2 separate regions of the Salvelinus alpinus genome follow, and region 2 is linked to region 1. A link is a contact called in public Hi-C data. All regions are on one chromosome and are shown on one strand. Each heading gives the region's core, a stretch centred on a gene start, on an enhancer-like site or on the middle of the called end of the contact. The rest is flanking DNA. Distances are from core to core; before and after follow the strand shown.

Region 1 (3,334 bases), core at 587-3,086:
GAGAATTAACGTGGCAGGTGAGGAGAATTTACGAAGCAGGTTAGGATAATTAACATGGAGGGTTAGGATAATTAATGTGGCAGGTTAGGAGAATTAACGTGGCAGGTGAGGAGAATTTACGAAGCAGGTTAGGATAATTAACATGGAGGGTTAGGATAATTAATGTGACAGGTTAGGAAAACTAACGTGGCAGGTTTGCAGAATTAACGTAGCAGGTTAGGATAATTAACATGACATGTTTGCAGAATTAACATAGCAGCTTAGGATAATTAACATGACAGGTTAGGAGAACTAACGTAGCAGGTAAGGAGAATTACCGTGGCAGGTTAGGAGAATTACTGCGTGGCAGGTTAGGAGAACTAACGTGGCATGTTAGGAGAATTTACGTGACAGGTTAAGAGAATGAGGTTAAGGTTAGACTTAGCGAAAAAGCTACAAGGAAGCAGCAACACAAAATTGGTCTTGAGTGGCAATCAATCTGTCCAATTAGGTGTTAGGTTTTCATACACCCACTTATGTTGTTCCTCCCACTTACTTCGCAACATCCACTTTCAGACAAAATCCTGGTATTTAGTAGTTTATTAGGATCCCCATTAGCTGTTTCTGAAGCAGCAGCTACTCTTCCTGGGGTCCACACATAACATAAAACATGACATAATACAGAATATCAATAGACGAGAACAGCTCAAGGACTGAACTACACAAATTTTAAATAAGAACAATAGAACCAAAAAAGGTTCTACGGACAGTTACACGCATACCACAGGAGGTTGGTGGCACCTTAATTGGGGAGGACGGGCTCGTGGTAATGGCTGGAGTGTAATTGGTGGAACGGCATCAAATACATCAAACATATGGTTTGATGCAATTCCATTGGCTCCGTCCCAGACAATATTATGAGCCGTTCTCCCCTCAGCAGCCTCCACTGATGCATACAGTACATACATTATTACATATGCATATTTAGGTCAGAGGTCAGATAGGGGCAACGCGTTGTGCAGTGAGGCGCTTTAAAATTATTATTTTTAAAGCAAATGTTGTTTGCTTGAGTTTGCTATTCTGTATGCAGTTACCAATGACTAGCTTTTCTATCAGTCTATCATCATGTCTGATTTGAAAGAGAGAAACACCAGGGGGTGCAAAATGTCAAAGGGCAGTCTCTGATGCCTTGGCCTTTCATCTGGCTTGGATTTCATGAGGTACATTCACTACTGCAATGTTTTCTAATGGTCCAGCAACACATTTCACAACTGTTTCCTAACTATTCCAAGTCAAATTATTCAACTGTAACCAGACAGGCACCAAAAAGAAAGCCAATACTAAGTTATTTTCTACACTAATGCCATTTGTGTATTATTGGATACGATACTCAGATGAAATGTTAAATATGTTTTATGTGTCATCTGTTCCTAACTGAAGCCTGTTTGTGTTAACGTTATGTTGTTGGTATATTAATAATTCACCAAAACAACTCACATTCAATGGTAAACTATAGTTATATAGAGTAATAGCTAGTAGTATAGTTAGTTTAAATAGTTGCTACATTATACTTGGCTCTTTCACTATTGCTAAAAAAGGAAAAAAAAATCCTAACCACTCTTGAGAAACAAAACCTATTCCCAAAAGCAACGAACTTTGGAATAAGAATTAAGTCGACAAGTAAAGACCAGCCTTCACTACTCGTTGCAATTCTTTCGGGTTAATCCCTCATCACATTATGTAGGCTAAAGTTTGAAATAATGGCAGTATTCTACTCTATCACTCCCACCGCTCCAATGTGAGTGTGAATAAAAATATGTGCGTCTGAATCATAGGCAGACAGCTTAATGCTATTGGTTCGCGGAGGGACTTGTACCTGTAAGTGGGAGTGCCCATCGTCAGGATGAAATGTTCCTTCCTCTGATCCAGAGTAGTAGAGTCCGTTGAAGAATTCGATTGGGAATAATTTAATCAACATTCCCAGGACTCCCAGCATGCAGCCTATATCGTCGTGGAGCAAGGAGAGAGTGAGCGACTGGCTCAAAGGTAGGCTATAATTGGCGCTGTTTGTGTTAGGTAGGTGAGTTTAATTCGGTGTTCACACAGGTAGCCGTAAATAGAAGCGCCACGAATCCTCTTGGAAGGGGAGGTGGAATGAGGAAGTTAAATTGATAGGGGCCAAGTCTGATTGATCAAGCTGTAATAAACAATTAATTGGTATATAATATATATAGCCTAGCCTGATACTTTTGCCTGTAAAATCGTGTAAATGTTTCTTACAAGCCAGAATGTTTTATATAATTAGGCCGACATTTAAATTTACTCTACCGGTTGTCTGTGCGGTTTGTCCTTCAAATGCTTGAAATTTGAGACAAGATATCCACAAGAAGGTATTTTTTTTACCTTACCTTTTTAGAGTCGGAACCATATGCCAGTAGGTATATGGTTCGGTTCGCCACCAAGGTAAAATTAGATACATTTAGGAAATTCGGTGTTCTCGCGTCAATAACTATTGAACCAAGCATGCCATAACAATTACCATTTTATATTCTGAGGATGGGGAGCAATTGACACCCCATGTCAATTCCTTTTTTTTTTTAAGTCTTAAAAAAATATATAATAATTCACACAAAAAAGGTGTAGATTGTCCGCTGTCCTCCCCGATTCAGAATATACAATTTTCATGGCATGCTTGGTTTTTACAGGCGTTCGTGTCAGGCTGTAGACTATATACCAATTAATGTTGTATTACAGCTGGATAAATCAGACTACTAGGCTATGCCATGGCCCCCAATGTCCTCGTGTTTTGAAGCCTACTAAATTGACAATTTGACTAAAGTGTGAGTACAGTATGTCACTTTCCACATGTATTGATTATGTGGAACTATTGGAATGTCCTGTGTTTTAATTATTTTTTAAATTCAAAGCAGCCAAATGGGTCTAAATTACACCAATACTGCAGCCATCATTTTCAGCGAGTAGAAACTAGTCCAGTTACTCAAATGCCTCTGACAGTCTGAGAGACTTCCACAATCTGTTACACACAAGTTTAAGCTTACCTTTGTAGATAGTTCCACACGCTTTTTTAGTTTGCTTATAGGCTGTTTTTGTTCATAAGAGCATATTTTCCATATTCAATGATTTTAAAAAGGTCTGCACTGAGTTTATACCATTGCAATATGGTAATAATAGCTGAGAAAGAATGGCGCCGGAGGGGATGTCTGCTATTTACGGGCTCCTAACCAACTGCTATTTTGTGTTTTTTTTCACATTGTTTGTAACTTATGTTGTACATCATTTTGCTGCTACAATCTCTTATGACCGAAAGAGCTTCTGGATATCAGAACAACAATTA
Region 2 (3,162 bases), core at 302-2,801, 150 kb after region 1:
GATTGAAGTTGAAGATGACAATGTTCAGTTTTTTCCAACAAACTAAATACAAAATATAGACCACATGTAATCTATTTGCTTATTCACCACAAATAACAAATAGTAATACATCCTCACATTAAGACTGTCTGTCTGTCTGACATATTTCATCTTATCATAAATGTGACAAAGGTAGTCTATTTAATCTTATCATAAATGTGACATAGGTAGTCTATTTAATCTTATCATAAATCTGACATAGCCTACTTAATCTTGTCATAAATGTGACATAGCCTACTCAGTCTTGTCATAAATGTGACATAGCTAGCCTATTGTATCCATCTCCATCATTCACCTTTGTTTTATTATTTATATTTGACCATGGTTTTTCTCCAGTCCCCTTTGCAAATCCTCTGAATGTATTTTCATTTAACAAATTAGTTAGTCATGACTCATCTAGAACAGGTGTACAGGCGTGATCTCCGTGTGTTAAATTGGTGGGCCAAATATTTTCATCCCGTCTTTCACAGGCACAATGCACCCTCCCTCTGTTGACCTTGCCTAAAGCTACAATTGCAGGGAACTCGTATGGAACAAGTGACTGTGACGCAGTGCAGTGCCTGTCAAATGCCCGTAGGACTGTATGGCACAATAGCAAAGCTTGCGTTTCATTAATCAACGTCAAAAATAACTGAATGGCATCAGATTATGATGATCTGTCTCCAGGGTGGCCCCGGTTACCACCCAGTTTTAATAATAACACCATAGAAAGTACAACGCACAGGCCGATCCCAAATTGAACACATTGCTGTATCCTACCATTACACATGTCACAGGTATGTTGTGGTGGATAGACGAACAGTCATTGGAATAAAACTTTATGAACCTCTGGTTTGCAAGCGTATAGCTTTAATGTAGTGGTTATTTATTACAATTTGTTCTCCCATTATGATAAAATACGTTTTTATTGCGGTAAAAAAAAAACATACTGTAAATAATAAACGCAAAAAACTAGACTCCTTCATACTGTAAATAATAAACGCAAAAACCTAGACTCCTTCATATTGTAAATAATAAACGCAAAAACCTAGACTCCTTCATACTGTAAATAATAAACGCACGTGTTGACTCCATACATAGGTAGTTACCTCCCTCATGTAGCCTTTTCCTAGCCTATTTGAAGAAATGGCTCGTTGGCGCGGCCTACTGTACTGATGTGACAGTGCGACAGTTGAATGGAGCATATTATGCAAAATAAACAACATTGGCAAGAAAACAACTATTGTTAAATTCGTGGCAATAATTTCCATTAGCAATAGGCCTACACACAAAATAAATCACACGAATAGATTTTTTTGGGTGAATTTGTCTTCTTTATTTGCAAGATGAACAAACCATTTGTGCATGCAACTCCAATCTACTAAATTGCTCTCGTAGTTCCCCATCACCGCGCCAGTCATCCAAAGGATTGTAGTTGAAGGTTTCTCTCGCATTTTCTATCACAGCATCGGTGTCCGTTTTTGGTCTTTCTTCCAGCGGCATTCAAATGTATCTCTGTGCGTCATGCGTAACAGCTGTGTGTAAAATAGAATCCGGAAGTACAAGCATCCAAAGATGGCGTTCCTCTCGTAGAAGGGACTTACTGGAAAATTAACTATTGCTATTGTTTATTGATTGAAGTTGCATTTTTACAGATACATGATGTCTCAGGAAATGTTTGCCTGCTGTTGATGAATAGATATTTTCCTCAACCAGAATGGCGGGAGTAGAATATACTGCAGTCGGCGGCGATTCCTATACGGTGAGAATATGATGCGTCGTGGCGAGTGTTACATCCTGTTATGAACCGCAAATAGCAGTTAAAAAAAAGAAATGGTCAAATGTAGCCAAAGAGCGATGCATTAAGATACATTTTGTCAAATGTTCAGTCTGTAACTTGAAACAGCTGGATGAGTATGTCCAACATTTTTATTAGATCCACTGTCTGTTTTATTAGTTACATTTAAGGCGTTTAAAGTTTTGTGATTAGTCTTATTCATTCGAAGATATCACATTCCATTAATACACTCTGTATCCATGCAATAACATCATGTGGGCGTGGCCTACATGTCACCTGTGTCACTGCCCACATATTTGAAGTGTCTCTTGAAATATTTATGACCCCTAAGTGAATGGATTTGTTTGTTTGCATTAACAGGAAAACCTAATTGGAACCTTGCTGGCCATTTTTGGTAATTTGCTTGTCAGCATCGCTGTAAGCATTCAGGTAAGCTCAGGCAACTGCCAACCCTCATGTTGTATGTTTTGGATATAACAAGATGTGGGTGTCCAAAGAGACACAATATTTGTACAACAGTGGTTCTATTTAATAGTCTTTATTTTCCTGAATTCTCCAGAAATACAGCCATGTAACATTAGCAGGGACCAAGGACCCCCGTGCCTTCTACCGAACCAAAACATGGTGGTGTGGCCTGGCACTTACCGTTCTAGGAGAAGCAGCCAACTTTGTCTCCTATGCCTTTGCACCTTTATCTCTAATAGCTCCATTGAATGCAGTGTCTGTCATAGGTAAGCAAATTACACTTCACTCTCACTGCTCGGGAGCTTGGCCTATCATAGCCGGGGGTGTATTCACTAGAAACCAAAGAGAAGCGAACGGAACGGGGAGCGACCTACCTGAATTTGTCCAAAAGAAACTCTTGTTTTCATTGCAAAACGTTTCCCGTTTGGACAAAACGGTTTTCCGTTGCTAATGTTTTTTCTACGGTGCAAAACGTTTTGCAACAGTGTCAACTTATGAATACAACCCTGAATGTGGAATTTAATGTTGACATGAAATAAAAGGAAATGTGTACCAGATTGAAGTTGTTTATAACTATATTATCGATATTTCGGAAAGCAAACAATGCCTACATGTAATGTGGCATTTTTTAAATCATGTTTAATGAACATTTGTTTTTTCTTCTTTTCAGCAAGTTCAATCTTAGGTTTCATTTTCCTGAGAGAGAAATGGAAGCCAAGGGAATTTTTAAGTAAGTTCAACAGGTATTTTACATTTTATGATTCTGTGTTGGAACTGACATTCTGCTTTAGGCAAATTGTATGGAAATTATGCTGAGACAATGCAAATACTGGTCCCACTACACACGCTGCTATTTGCTATGGATTTTCTTTTCCAGTCAT

What was found. A called contact is a pair of places that touch in the nucleus more often than the background predicts.
Region 2: a Hi-C map of muscle shows a contact between it and region 1, with 12 times the contacts expected there. The contact joins the promoter of nipal3 here to the promoter of LOC139553887 in region 1. A contact is called at or near these places in 2 of 3 Hi-C or Micro-C datasets (muscle and red muscle).

Annotation. Positions count from the first base shown.
Region 1 is chr25:36,914,634-36,917,967 of SLU_Salpinus.1, forward strand. LOC139553887 (connector enhancer of kinase suppressor of ras 1-like) reads left to right here and starts at 1,837. Exons shown (of 20, transcript XM_071366646.1): 1 at 1,837-2,025. The coding sequence starts at 1,974. It overlaps LOC139553888 (a long non-coding RNA gene), which reads right to left and starts at 1,969. Exons shown (of 2, transcript XR_011670749.1): 1 at 1,856-1,969.
Region 2 is chr25:37,067,200-37,070,361 of SLU_Salpinus.1, forward strand. It overlaps nipal3 (NIPA like domain containing 3), which reads left to right and starts at 1,552. Exons shown (of 11, transcript XM_071366645.1): 1 at 1,552-1,780; 2 at 2,177-2,245; 3 at 2,376-2,547; 4 at 2,952-3,011. The coding sequence starts at 1,736.